Regions from separate parts of the Macaca mulatta genome. Here regions 2 and 3 are each linked to region 1. Evidence: chromatin contacts called from public Hi-C data. All regions are on one chromosome and are shown on one strand. The core of a region is the stretch at or near the end of the contact, and the rest is flanking DNA. Distances in the headings are between cores, read along the strand shown.

Region 1 (4,739 bases), core at 1,015-3,514:
GATGAAAGAAAGCTGCTGCAGCGATTCGACAAGACTGCCCTTTGCTGAAACTTGCATCGGTTCCACCTCAGGGAACAAAGAAAAAGAGGCAGAGCTGATATTGGGAGATCTAAACTCTGCAAACTCTGGGTCTCGGTGCTGCCAAAAGGACACCCCACCAAGCCCCGACAGCCTGCGCAGGGCATCCGGCGATGCCCAGGGGCCTGGCAGTGTGCTCCAAAGTCGAGGTGCCTAGGTCAGCGGCTCTGGAACCAAGTCGGCGACAGCCCGGGTGGCGCTGTTCTGCCCAGGCCTCCAGCCTCGCCCTCCCCACTGCTCCGGCTCCGGCTTGCTCAGCCGGGCCGCTCCTGCCCGTGCCGAGGCCCGCAGTCTACCAGGCACTGGATTAGTCCAGCTCTACCTCCAGTGGCCGCTTCCCTCTAAAAGTTACGCCCATCACAACCTGGGGGTGGAGAAGGGGAGGACAAGGAGGGAAGAACGAGAAATAAAGGCCCGGCAAGGCGCGGGTTCCAGCTGCACAGGGTTCAGACAGCGTTACCCGCGGAAAGGGAAAGCCAGGGCCTGGATGAGTTTTACTTACATGTCCATATCCCCTTTACAAAGTTAAGTCACAGAAGGAAGAGGAGGGGCAGAAACAGAAAGAGACAGAGAGCGAGTCGGATGCAATAGGGAGAGGCTGGAGTTGAAGCCGGGACAGACAGGGCCCAAGAGGACTCGGTGGGAGGAGGTCGGGGAGAGAGGCGGGCGCAGGGTAGGCGTCACTCTAGGCCGTTGCGGTGCCCGGGCTCGGGGGGCTGCAGCAGCTCTGGGGAGTGGCAGGGCGGGCTGCCCGCTGCGCTGTGCTCGCTGTCGGTGTCGCTGCCCTTCTTGCCGCCGCTGCCTGAGCCCGCCGAGCCGCCGCCGCCGCCGCCGCTGTGCGTCTTCACGTGCTTGCTGAGGTGGTCGCTGCGCATGAAGCGCTTATTGCAAACTGGACAGGCGAAGCGTTTCTCGCCGGTGTGGGTCCGCAGGTGCCGCTGCAGCTCGTCGGAGCGTGTGAAGCGCTTGCCGCAGAAGAGCCAGTTGCACACGAAGGGCCGCTCGCCCGTGTGCCAGCGCAGGTGCGCCTTGAGGTGCGAAGTCTTGCCATACACCTTGCCGCAGCCCGGGATGTGGCAGCTGTGCAGGCCCTTGCGCCGCAAGCTCGCCCCGGCAGGGCCCAGCCGCTCTGCCTCCTGGCAGTTGGGGCAGTCGCAGGTGGCGCGGCCAGAGTAGCGTCGAGCTGAGGAGCGCGGGGAGCCCCCCAGCGGCGCCGAAGGCCCAGCGCTCAACATGGAGCCCCCCGCGCCGGCCAGCGGCGACGGGGCCGAGTCTGGGTAGGAGCCGGGCAGCACTGGCTTGAAGCCGTCCATGAGATGCTGCCCGGCAGGGCTGAGCAGGTGCGAGGAGGCGCCGCTGCTAAAGGCTGAGTGACTCAGGCCCGAGTAATCCGAGTTGTAGCCTCCGAGCGGCGAGTGCAGCGAGGTTTGGAGCCCCCCGGCGGCAGGGTGCAGCGAGCCGGGCAGCGCAGCCGCGCCGTTCGGGTTCTGCACGTCGATCCAGCCGGCCCCCACGTCCCACCAGCTGGAGGCGCCGGCCGAGCCCACCTCTCCTGCAGCACCCAGGCCCGGGTGCGAGGGCTTGAACCACGACTCGTACGGGTGCGCCATGCCCACCCGCGGGTAGATGCCCTGCAGCCCATCCACAGAGGTGTGCACCTTGGAGATGAACACCGGCTGGTGGGAGCCGTCCTGCGAGTGCGCGGAGGAGCCGCCGCCGCCGCCCCCGCCGCCGCCGCCGCTGCTGCCGCCAGAGACTCCGGGGGCCTGGAAAACAGAGTAGTCGTTGGCGAAGGGCGAACTGGAGGCGGCAGCTGCGGCGGCGGCGGCGGCGGCTGCGGCGCTGCTGGAGGTGAGGGAGAAGGCGCTGGAGCCAGGCGAGCCGCCGCAGCTGAAAGAGTCGGACACCAGGGCCGCAGCAGCCGCGGCTGCTGCAGCGGCCGCCGCAGCCGCTGAGGACGAACCGCCGTTCCTGGAGGCCCCGGACACGCCGAAGCTTGAGAGACTGGAACCCACTACGTTGCAGCTGGAGGAAGAAGAGGACGAGGAGCGTTTCCAGGGGTGGAAGCCTTTGCCGAAGGAAGAAGAGCTGTCCGAGAGGGAGGAGGGAGATGGGCTGGGGCTACCGATCTTATTACAGGTAGCAGCAAGCATGGCCAGAGGAGTCGATCCCAACCTCGGTTCTTCCTGCGAGAAGGAGAGAAGGAGTGGGGGAGGGGAGGTGGGCAAAGGACCGGTGGGGGAGGAAAGGAAGAAATGTGCATCAGTCTCCCGGTAGCCTCCAAAGCGCCCCACTGCACCCCATCTCTCGCTGCGGCGCGCCGCCACCAACTCACCTGGCACCCCCAACAGCCCCGGTGCCCGGCCGCTTCCTACTCTACAGGAGGGGACAAGTTTGGCTGCCGGCGTCTGATTCGGGAGCAAAGCACCACGCTAAAGAAGAGTTTGACAAGTATTCTCACCTAAAACAACACTCTCTTGCACACAAGGCCCCAGACACTTCGTAACAAACAAGCAAAAAGTCCAGATTGGAAAGGAAGGAAGTTTTCTTTGCCGAGAAGCCTGGGGGAAAACCATTGGATTGCTTTCAGGAGCGCTTCCCCTGTAATCCTGAGAGCTTTGAAAAACCTGTTCCGGTCCCCAGAAACCCATCCTGGGTTGTTTCTCCCAGGCCAAAAGAGGTCAACCTGTAGCGCTCACTCTTTCTTTCTTTCTTTCTTTTTTTAAAAGCATATCTACAATAGTAAAAACGAGACGAGTTCAACGTACCTGCGAGACAAGGCGGGCTGCAGAATTTTTTTTAAGGGTTAGGGGAAGATCTGCACTTTGCCCAGTAGGAAAACCTTGCTCTCTTTACCCCCGAAATCGGTGCCTGTAAAATGGGCTGGGCGCAGGTCTCCCGGGCAGGGAGCAGTCAGGCGCTGCGCGGTGGCTTGTCTAAATACCCTTCGAACCTTTTCCTGCGCTGAAAAAAAGTGACTCTGCCCCCTTCTCCCCCTTTTTCTTTTCTCCAAACTCACTTGTATTTAAAGGAAAAAAAAAAAAAAAAAAAAGCTCTCAATAGAGAGACTGATAGCCCGTGGCCTGGCCGGGGCGACTTTAACCCCCTCCAATCGGCAATAAAAGGAAACTAATTAAACCAGCAAGAGAAAATCCTGAGACTCACCCCTAGAAGTGAAGTTGCCATCACACAAAAGTGCCCTCCTCCTCTCAGAGGATCTTTTTTATATTGATAAATCAGAGGCAGTGTTTTTTTTAGAGGTGTGCAATACAATGATCAGTTCCGCCCATTCCACCACAATTGTAGCTCCCTCTCCGGCTTTGAAGTGCCGCGGAGGCGCGGCCAGCCAATCTGTGGCCTCGCCGGGCCGCGCGGCGCGCGCGCCGTGAGGTCATCGGCGCCGCCGCCTGCCGCCGTGGTGGATGGGGGAGTGGGAGCGGAGGGGGCGGGGGCGGCTGCGTGTGTTACAAAGCGCAAAGCGCGCGCGCGCGCGCGGGTGTGAGTGTGTGTGTAACAATGTAACTGTGTGCGAGTGTGACCAGGCCGAGGACAGGACAGTGCGGAGACGGGAGGGGGGGGATGTGGGTGTGACACTGTAACTGTGACAGTGTGGTAAATGGGGGAGTGGAGAGAGTGCAGAAAAGGGAGGGTTGTGTGATAGGATAACTGAGTGTGGGACAAAGCGGGGTAGAGAGACAGAGCAATTAAGTGTTGAGGGGAAGGGTGTGAGTGTACGGGAGTGTAACTGTGAGTCTGACAAACCTAGGGAGGAAAGAGGGACTAAAGTGGGTGGGGGGTGAGTGTGTTTGGTGTTGGGGAAGAAGGAGGGCTGTGAATATGTGTGTTTGTGCGACAGAGAAAAGGGAGGGTGTGTGTGGGCGCTTGTGTTGTGTGCGCGCACCGAAGCTGGTAGTGGGGAATGGGAACAATGCAATAAAGTGTGTTTGTAAGAGAGAGACTGTCGAGCTGAAGAGGGAAACCGACTAAGTTGATGGAGGCTGAGTGAATAAATATTCACAAACGCTGCCCCCGTCGCCAACTTCCTTTGGCTCCTTGTACCTAAAATATTGAGTGATTTTTTTTTTCTTCTTATCTGGGTAAACACCGTCACTACATTTTTGAAGAAGATCTTGATACCCACCTTTTCTTTCCCGGCTCTCCAGCGAAACAGTAGAAAGGTTGAGAGTCTAAGGGGTATTTTTAGGGATGCGTTGGGACGTGGATGCGCGCCTGCGCGCCCGTGAGTTGTTTCTTTGATGCCGTGGCTTTTTTTTTTTTTTCCTGAGGTGGAATTCTGCTTTAGAAGTGCACGTCTCACTCTAGGGGAGGAGGTGCGTTTGTCCCGTGGTGTTGAGTAAATTTCAATACAAAAGGATTAGAGAAGGGAGTAAGCGAGGGTTGTTTTTTCTTTGGGTGAGAAGTTGAAGAGCGTTTTACGGAATTCAGAAATTTTCGCAGAAAATCCCACTGCCTCTTTCTGAGAAAAGAATCAGTACTTTGATTGAAATATATGGGTTATATTTATCTAAGAATAGAGAGGAGCTTTTGACAAATCTTGGACCACATTTATCCAGGCGTCAGTGTCTAATGGCGATTGGTCCAGAGATCTATCTATGAGTGTGTGTGCATGTTAATAGATACACTTAGTTCAAATTCGGTGG
Region 2 (4,739 bases), core at 1,087-3,586, 250 kb after region 1:
TGGCTGGGATTTTTTTTTTTTTTTTGATTATTATTGTATTACTTGTGAGAGGAAAAGGAGACAATGCGAACCAATATTCTGATGATAAAGATTTGGCAGTCGAGTCATGTCATCATGTCTCTTTTCTCTTCCTCATCGGAGTTTTATGCAAAAGCAGAAACAGTGACTTTTTTCAACACCTGCATCTTTAACAACCAGAGCAGTGTAATTACCTTTCTTAAATATTCTATAGAATTGTCAAACAGCAATTTTCTTTTACAAGGGTGGCTTTTAAATAATGTCGTTTACATACAGAGTTTAACATCTCTTAAAGTGAAAATCTAATTATAAGAAACTAAAATTTACTGCATGTTTATAATTTGATCCTTATAAAATTGCTAATCACGGCACCTTTAACATATATTATGAAGCAGAAAAAGTACATATAGTCAGATTAAACTAAATATTTTGGAGTTTCTTGAATATATGTTAATTTCTATCACTATTACTGTTATTAACACTATTTGGTATTTTATGCATTGCTCTTGAATTCAACAATTTGTGGAGAGAGGTGGCTCACAATGACATGTTTTCTCAAGATCATCTGATGTCATCGTTTCCTCTTTGTTAATGAAAAGTATCAATATTTAAAAAGAACTGTCATTGTAGTTTATGTATAGACAATAAATGGTAAGTCAAGCAAGCTGAGATAATTCTTCCAATGGACACATTAGATAATAATGCCAATACTAAATAATATTAGAATTTAGGTAATGTACTGCCATTTGATAAAGTGGTTCATGTCCAGATTGTATACACACTTATCATCTTTGGCATCTGACTTTATAATTTTTGAAGTGCAGATGGGATTGTCAACCACTGGAAGGAGTGATACTTCAATATTTTACTACAAGGTGAATGTTAAAGTGAAAATTTTAACATATCCCCACATTGTTTCATTCTGGAACAAGCTCTAAATTAATGTTATGTAATGTTATGAAATGTTATGAGCACACCTATAAACGTATCGCTTACAAAAAGATTAAAGAGTATGTTTTATAATCTTCAAATTGTCACTGTAGCAATTCCTCTGTTGCCCCACACTATTCTCAGAATGTCGACTCGGCTACATTTTCCTTCAGTGCTTCTGGTCAGAATTTCTGTTGTCTATGCCAATTTATGCCCAAGGAGTCTGTAAATCTTTTGTATCTTTTTTCTAAGCATGTTCTCCACGGAAAAGATAATCAGCCTGAAGTCTAATGTACAACCTTCTCAGGCGCTTTCTCAAAAGCACACTCTATCATTCTTTAAAAAAATTACAAATTAAAAAAAGAATTTTAATGGAGTCTTATACAGCATTGTTTTGAATTTCCATCAATTGTCTAGATAACCAGTATTTGTTTATATAGCTCCATTCTATAGACATATAACTGTTATGTAAAATAATTTTTAGACTGTTTATATCTTGGTCATATACAATATGATTTTTGTGCCTGAAATCTTAAGTATGCCAGGAGGAAGCCAAGTCCAAAATGCTAGAAATGTATTCTTTATGCTATGATACTCAGTTTAAATCTTGACATTTCCTGTTTGAAAAATAACGTTTGAAAAAGAAAGTGATACTCAAAATATTCCACCTATTCATAAATGATCTCAATAGCGATATTTTATTATGTAAAACATGTTACAATTCTTATTTCCCTCCTGTATTTCTAGGTCCTCCATAAAATATACATGTATGATGGTAGATATGTGTGTATCTGGGTTGCGTGTATTTCACATGCAAATACCAGAAAGCAAAAAAAGTAGCACGTTCATTCAACTTCTATGTGGACATAATGTTACCAAGTGAAAAGGCAATTCTCTCTCTCTCTCTTTTTTTAACTTTGCTTTCTCTAGCAACCACTTTAGATTTTATAGGGTTTCTCTCATACTATCTTAACTGGATTAAAGAGTAAGAACAAGTTTTCTCCATTACAAAATTCTCATTTAATCCTTATCCACACTTAATTTATCAAATTAAATCAGACAAGATTGATGCCAAGGCTTTTCAAGCCGGACATCGTGTGTAAAATCGGCAGACAAGGGTTTGTAAAGGGTGCCCACCGTGACTTGTCATAGCCTCTTGCCTCAGCTGCCCTCGCCTCGATCCAGGCGGGGTCAGGATGCTTCTTGGTGTTCCACTGTGGGCTCGGCGGGGAAACAGAGCAGCTACACAGCCTCCAGCAGAGTTACTTATTACACCCTCGCCTCCTTCACCTGCCCCAGCCATTCAAAATAACACCACACCATAAAATATTCATGAACCGCGCCATGCTGCAGCCAGGGCTCGCTACTGCAGGTGGCTGTTACATCAGTAATTGCTCAATACTTCCCTCCACAGTGTAAAATTGTTTTCATTATGTGTCATGAACACAGAGCCAAGCAAAGCCCTCTTGAGTGGTTTCCCAAGGGCTGGAGGGAGGTGGTACTTAACTTAAACAGGCGCTTTTTGGCTTAGATTTAAAAAAATAAATAAATAAAAAATAAAGGGAGAAGCCAGTGAAAGCTCATCATTAACTCTCCTTCTAAGTGCAACAAAAAGCAGAAGCTCATGCAAAACTCTCATAAAGATTATCCTAAATGTCTCAGTTACTAGGAAGAGCTTTAGGGGTTTTAGCGGGTCTTACGATACTTCAAGCTGCAGAGAAGAGAATAACTTTCCACCTGACTGAAGTTCCCATGGAGTGCAGAGCTCTGGGATAAGCAGGTTTCAGCAATAAACTCCTGCATTGTGAGGCAATAATGCCCAGCCAGGTCCCCGCATTTTGATTCAAGGGTGTCTTTTTCTTTCCCCCCTGTGGAGGACTAATCACAGCTCCACTTTGTTTAATTGCAGCAAAGAGAGAAATGTGTTTAAGAAGTCATTCTGGACCCCTTTAAATGAATGCTGGGGTTCTTCAAGGACAACAAACAGGATGCATAATAAATAAGCTTTAATTTTCAGATCAAAATAGGCAAAGTTAAAGATTTTTAGTGACTGATCTGGGAGAGATGCTGCTGTAAAGAGACCAGAAACTGGGGGGAAAAGGGCGGGGAAAGCAACAAGTGGGATTACAGTCTTGGTTTTTATATAGCACAAGCTGTTTTTGCATGGTGGGAGGATCCTTACAGGAATAAAATCTTTACGGAATTGGGAGCTAGTCGATTTCCCCTAGGATTTTGATTCTGATTCAGAAAGAAGAAAAAAGGAAGGACGGGAAAGAGAAAGAAAAAAAATGTCCTTCTTGTAAACTATGTTAAACCTCAGTAATTGACAGATTCGCCTCCCCTCATTTTCAAGCTCAGGCCGGGTTGGGTGCAATACGTGCGGGAGATGGCCTCAGGGTCATGAACTCCCAGGGTTGGGAGGAAAACCATTTATCCATCACATGCTTGCTTTCTGAGTTTGACAAAACTAAGCCCCAGACCAAATGATTGGGAAGCACCCCTTTTCATCTATTTAAAATCTGTTTATTTCTTACCACTCTGGCCTAAGCATCTTCTTAAAGGAAAGTTAACTATTTCCCTCTTGTAAGATGAGTATTTGCTGATCCTTATCACTTTGTTTAGAAAATATTTAGCATAGATGTTACGGGAAAATTTTCCAGTACTGTAGCTATCTGAAACGGTATTATCAAACTTGAAAATGTGTAATACAAATCGCCTATTTCAAAACCATGATCTACAAATGTCTATAGTTTGTCTTTTTCTTTCCTGATAGGAGTTTTGTTTTTTTTTTTAATCAACCCCTCTAGAGAGAAAGTATTAAAAATTTTTTTTAAAATGTATGGCACAGTTCTGATACTATTTTTTTTAGTAACGTACTATCCATTGATAACAAATTGACCATAGATAACTGTCAGTCCCATAAATTGAAGAAGGCAATGGGCATAAAACCACTCACGAGCATCTGCTGCAGGGGGTTTTCCTCTGGGTTAAATGGAAGATGTGAGGTTATTTAACATCCTGCAAAAACAACGTAGAATGAGTGTGTGTGTTTGTGTGTGTGTGTGTATGTGTGTGTGTCTGCCATATACATATGTATCCTGAATGATGGATTTCCTTTGCATCTGGTAACTATAGACTTTTCTTCCCCTGAATACACCAAATGACTGTTTCAAAATGAAAATCACTATGTGTTTGAATGTTGTATTATGCCTAGTCCCTTTTTGAGTGAAAGGCGGCTTTAAAAAGTAAGGTATATCATTGCCAAAAAGGGGCTAAATAGTATTGTCAGCATTTTGAGAAGGAATAGGTCCTTTTTCGCCTTCCTTCTCAAACTCTTTTCTGGACAGCTGTTAGTGACTTAGCGAACTTTTCATATGGATATGTATGTTAATGGCAGGCAATGAACTGGAGATGGAGAGGCCCAAACACAGGCCCAACTCTTCAGTGCACATCAAAAGCCTTTACAAAAGGAGCAGTAAAAGAGGCAGCGATGGCGGAGCCTTCACTTTTGTACCCTGAATTAGTTCTGCAAGCAATGAAACTGATCTTTTCTCCTTGCCAGAAAAGTCTGCTGATTTTTGTGAGTGCTCATTAGCACAAGAGGCATTTGTGAAGATAATTGACTGACGCTGATACTGCTGGCTGTCACAACAGTGCCAGCCAGCAGTGTATGTGCATTTTAATAGTTGTATTTTTTTTCTTTCTTAGACTTCATGGTTTCTAAAAGATACTAGTTTTCCAAAGGTTTACACTCTTCTTTGAAGCAGAAGGTTTTAAAATCTTTGCTTTGA
Region 3 (4,739 bases), core at 1,624-4,123, 180 kb after region 1:
TATTTTACCCCAAAGTGGTTGCACAACTGCCATTCGAGAAACTTTTAAAAATATTTTTAAGTGCTTATGATTTTTAAATAAACATCATTATTTCATTGTCTTCTTAAAATACTTTGAGGACTAAAAGACTTCTATTTGGCTAAATGGCGTTGCTCCCGAAGGGGTGCTACAATTTTTATGCATTTTGCCTGCTTGATGGTAGCAAGTGCAATTGAGTAGTTTTACAAGAATTTACATCATCTTTTACTCATGCTATTATATTTGATGGGGCAAGTCTAATTAATGTAAATATGTAGTTCAACCCAAACTAGTAAAGACTCTGAATCCTCCTCTCTGGGAAACTTTATCTTTAAAATCCAAGTCTCCGAGGTGTGAATTCCATTAAATTCTAATTTCTCTATGAGGAATTAGGACTACGATAGTGACTTTGAAATACTTTTGATGATTCTAGCACTATATGCTTTATGGTTAATACAGTTGCTGTGTGTGATTTTGACTAACTTAATAAATACATTTGAAAGGCTTTTTCTGCAGTTAATAAAGAGTGATACAACAAAAATATTTACTATGCACTATGCCAGCAACTAAATTAACCAGTAATAATTGTTTTCGGTGGTACCAATCAAAGGCTGAGAAAAAAAAAATCCCTCAGGTCATTATATTTATCAAAATTAACTATGGTTTCTGCCCATCCTCTTGTGTAGCACTCCTTTAAACATCCTGAGTCACACAAACACACACACACACACACACACACACACACTCTTAAACACAGACACATACACACATGAGGGTATGAGGAGCTAATTCTTCTCAATGTTTGTTTCTCTGGAAGCGATCTTGCAAACTTTTGAGTGTTTTGTACTGGTGAGATAGCAAATCTCTTATTGCTATTCCTAGCCTGTAATTTACTCTCAAGACCGCTGATGCCATCCTTCCGTGGAATCATCCCTGTCATGTTGTGGATGGCAACAGAAGGTCACTCCCTTCTTGTAGTGACTTGTTCTTGAGTCTGTCAGAGAACAGTTAGAAAATGCATGCATTTCTTCAGAACACAGTTGCACACAGGCCACCTAAAACCAGAGAGAGAATTATTATATCCTTCTGCAAGCTTCACATTACAGAAAATGTAAATCCTTCTAAAATGACTCTGCCTCTCCCACAGAGGCTAACCCCTCTACTTTCAGTCAAGTAATGGACTTGTTTCTGAAGAGCCAACATGGCCAACGTTGGGCCATAGTCCCCTGGACAATGCCCTCATTGCTCAGGGATGACCCTCATTGAGTAATTTAGATCACACTCTCTGCGACACCAGCAGTAGGGAACTGCTTGCTGATGTTCCTTAAGATGGTCAAGAGAAGAGGCAGCCGATAAAACTCTTCCCCGGAGTTGCTACTGTTGTTTGGTACAAAGTAGCAGTGAGTAAAGTATGTGAGGGAAGTACCTCTTGACAGAATGAAGCACCGTGTTAGCAATGATTTGAGAGGGCATCTCCAGAAGAATGCTAGAGTCATGTGTCACCACAATACATTAGGTCCCATTGTTACAGACAAATCTGAATGCTACACGTCAACTCTGAATTCCCTTGTAAGAAATTATTTTCTGTAGACTGGAAGGAGTCAAAGATGAGCCCTGTGATACAGTAAAAGCTGTTACAAAATGGAGTTGCTATTTTCACAATAGGCCTTTTCACGAATAAAAATCTTCATAATAAAACTGTTTCCTCTTTACTATGAGTATCTCCCATACATGCATGTCTGATGCTCTTTCTTTGCTGGTATGGAAATCATGGTGTCTGAACTCAAGCAAGACAAGGACATTCACGAGGATAAATATCCAGCCTTGTTCTTAAGCCAAAATGATGTCAGTTCACTCAAAACAGGAAGACCGGCCCTCATAGATATAGGCCTAAAATAACTCTCTCAGTCAGCCAATATAGAGATGAAAATTAAACTTAGATTTTCTGACACTCTATTCTTGTTCTCTCACCACGAGATCCTCCCAGTTCACTGAGAAATCATTAGGTTTACACTATAAGCCAATTCTCCTCAAGGCCTGACAAATTTATAGCTTCTTCAAACATGGGAACCAAAGCAGAAGTTATCAATTATTTTCAGGGTGTCTAACTTTTAGCTGGGAATACATTCATATAGACATGTGATGGCATCTGTAATTCCAACCAGTCCTCAGGAGAATATCCACAGATGCCTTTTTGGAGCCCTCTCTAAGATAATAAAATAGGCTCTGGTCAGACACACTGTACCTCACACTGTATAACAGCTTTCAACATAAATCTGGAGCATGATTTACATTTGAAAGCACCAGATCAATATTTGAGGAGGGATTATTTTTTATCAACTTGGCTCTAATTCTCTGAAATATAAAGTTATTTTTTAAATGTCAAGACCAACTACACCCACACTGGCATGAAATGGCTTTGTCGAAAAAGTTGAAAAAAATTAAACGTAAATTTTGTGTTGACATAATCCAGGTTAAGTCTAAAAAAGAAAAATACTTACTTTTGTAAAATGAGAGGCTATTTTATCACTCAGAGAATGTCACATCAATTGTAAAGCCATCAGCCCCAAGGTTTGGTGGTGATTGCTTCATATTTACTGTTAGTCCAGCAACGGGGATGGTACTTTTACAGTCTTTGGACAGACTAGTGAGTGTGACATTTAAAGTGTTGATTTTTGCAGCACTTATGTTAATTGTTGTAATTTTCCTGATGAACCACCATTCTGGTTTCCTGATGCAGCCAAGATAGTTTTACATTTTCTATGCAGGGCCTCTTTGCCATTTGGTCTGTGTAGTGTCAGCTTCGAGTGCTACTGAAAGCAGACAAAATTGCAAGCAAATTGCATCAGATTGCCAACATTGTGAAAAGGTAAATTGCTTGCAAATCTATTTAAACCACTGCCCTATTTTCATCAGCTTCAGTACTTGGTATTCATGATTGCTTAATTGGCGACCTTTCCTATTGTGTAGTGCTTTATGGTGTAATGGAAAGCGATCTTTACCAAACCAATTACCCTTTTTTTCTCAGCACTACATTATTGCTGTGATTGCAACTGCCAGTCCTTTGTAAATGAACTTTCTGATTTCAATGATGTTTTTAAAATGTAAGATAGAAAAAAGTGGCATTCATATTGTGCGATGTTCTATTTTGAAGCCTCTTTGTAGTCACCATTGTCTGGGAAAATGGACTGAAGGGTTACACAGTACCTACAAATATCCATGTAACTATTATTAATATTATTATAATGTCCTCCTTTGTACTGCAGCTCAATTAGGAAAGGATAGGAGAAATATTTTGTCACCCTGTCAAGTGCACAGGAAGTGCATTTGAGGCTTCTTTTTTGACACATACATTATCTCTAGTAATAAGATTCGTTTTAAGGAGTGGTGATGAAGATACAAAATCAATTTAAATAAAATTCACATTGCTAGTTTTATGGTCAGTCAACATTTAAAAGGGAGCTTTAAATGACTCAAATATTCAGCCTTGGAATAAAAGCTTAATTTTAAAAGAGAGAGTTGTGAGCATACTAAGAAACAGTGAATTTTTAAGATCTTAGGTTCTGAATATAGATGCCAAAACACAGCAAAACATGACTATTCTATAGTTCAAAGCTAAAAATACGTAAATACATATATGTAGCCTGAATTGGAACAGAACTAAGACAGCTTTTAAAAAAAATTCCCCTAATAAGATTCTATAAAATCAGCATCCACATGAATTCTCATAAAAATGGGGCATAGTACGACATTGAATCCTGTTTACCTATTTTTGTGTGATTTAGCAAATTATATCATTACTCATAAGTGTATGTACAGAAAGGGAGCGACAAGTAATTTAGTCATTCTCTAATACTGTAAGTGGAGATGGATGCATCTTTCTACCCCCTACAGTTAGAAACTCTATTGTATGTGGGATATTTTGCAAAGATTTCTTTTACTCTCTTCTCTCATTTAATTAGGAAAAAAATGGAGTTCAGAAAAGGCTTGCCGATGATGATCAGGTGATTGTTGATTTTAGTACCTTTGATGTAATGTAATGATTTATTTACAGCACAGCAACTTATTCTTTGAAAGCAAAGAAATGTGTTTATTATCTGCTGCTTATAAAAGTGTTCACAACAACCAATTTCACGGTGATATTGAGGTCTAATACAGTTATGACTTTGTATTGGCAATGTATATTCTTTTGGAACAATTAGACACATAATTCAATTGTTGAACTTTTAGTATAGTCATGTATTTACAGGTGGAAGGATGACGTTTGTGCAGGTGTTTGCTAAAACATGGGATTTTAAAAACAAGTGTCCTGTCAATTTGGAGCGGGACCCAGAATAGCTCTCACCTTGTAGAGGGACTTTATACTAAATAATTTTTGTAGAAAGACTTTTAAGAGAACTTTACTTTTCTGGAGGGCAGGGGAGATCTATGATGGGAGAAACCTCAAGGGTTGGCAGGAACTGCAGTTATTACTGTCAGCGTTACTGACAGAGGCTGGTCGTGAACTCTCACTCTCATCATTCATCTTTTCATCTTTGTAGATCACTCCTGAGCCCTGTGATGGTGACACAGACGATAATAACTACAGCATACATAGTCAGGGCTCACAACGTGCCAGGCACTATGCTAAGCCCTTTAACTAGTGTGTCTCATGTAAAATCCTTCCAACATTCCTATTAGGACAATAATATTATTCCCATTTTATAGATGAGGCAACTGAG

The links. A called contact is a pair of places that touch in the nucleus more often than the background predicts.
Region 2: a Hi-C map of fetal cortex germinal zone shows a contact between it and region 1, with 2.1 times the contacts expected there. The contact joins the enhancer-like site here to the promoter of SP8 in region 1. A contact is called at or near these places in 2 of 14 Hi-C or Micro-C datasets (fetal cortex germinal zone and fetal cortical plate).
Region 3: a contact with region 1 is called in a Hi-C map of fetal cortex germinal zone, with 6 times the contacts expected there. The contact joins the enhancer-like site here to the promoter of SP8 in region 1. A contact is called at or near these places in 2 of 14 Hi-C or Micro-C datasets (fetal cortex germinal zone and fetal cortical plate).

What each region holds. Positions count from the first base shown.
Region 1 is chr3:107,512,769-107,517,507 of T2T-MMU8v2.0, reverse strand. It overlaps SP8 (Sp8 transcription factor), which reads right to left and starts at 2,264. Exons shown (of 1, transcript XM_001102781.5): 1 at 1-2,264. The coding sequence starts at 2,231. The coding sequence ends at 759.
Region 2 is chr3:107,266,523-107,271,261 of T2T-MMU8v2.0, reverse strand. No RefSeq gene overlaps it. Among named protein-coding and RNA genes, the nearest start is that of SP8, 250 kb to the left of the region's middle. Within about 2 kb of position 2,336, at least 3 of the 40 cell types and tissues checked have an H3K27ac peak or open chromatin away from gene starts, as enhancers often do. A contact at or near this core is called in fetal cortex germinal zone, where this site is marked.
Region 3 is chr3:107,328,980-107,333,718 of T2T-MMU8v2.0, reverse strand. All of the region lies in intron 2 of LOC106997486 (a long non-coding RNA gene), which reads left to right. Among named protein-coding and RNA genes, the nearest start is that of SP8, 180 kb to the left of the region's middle. Within about 2 kb of position 2,873, at least 2 of the 40 cell types and tissues checked have an H3K27ac peak or open chromatin away from gene starts, as enhancers often do. A contact at or near this core is called in fetal cortex germinal zone, where this site is marked.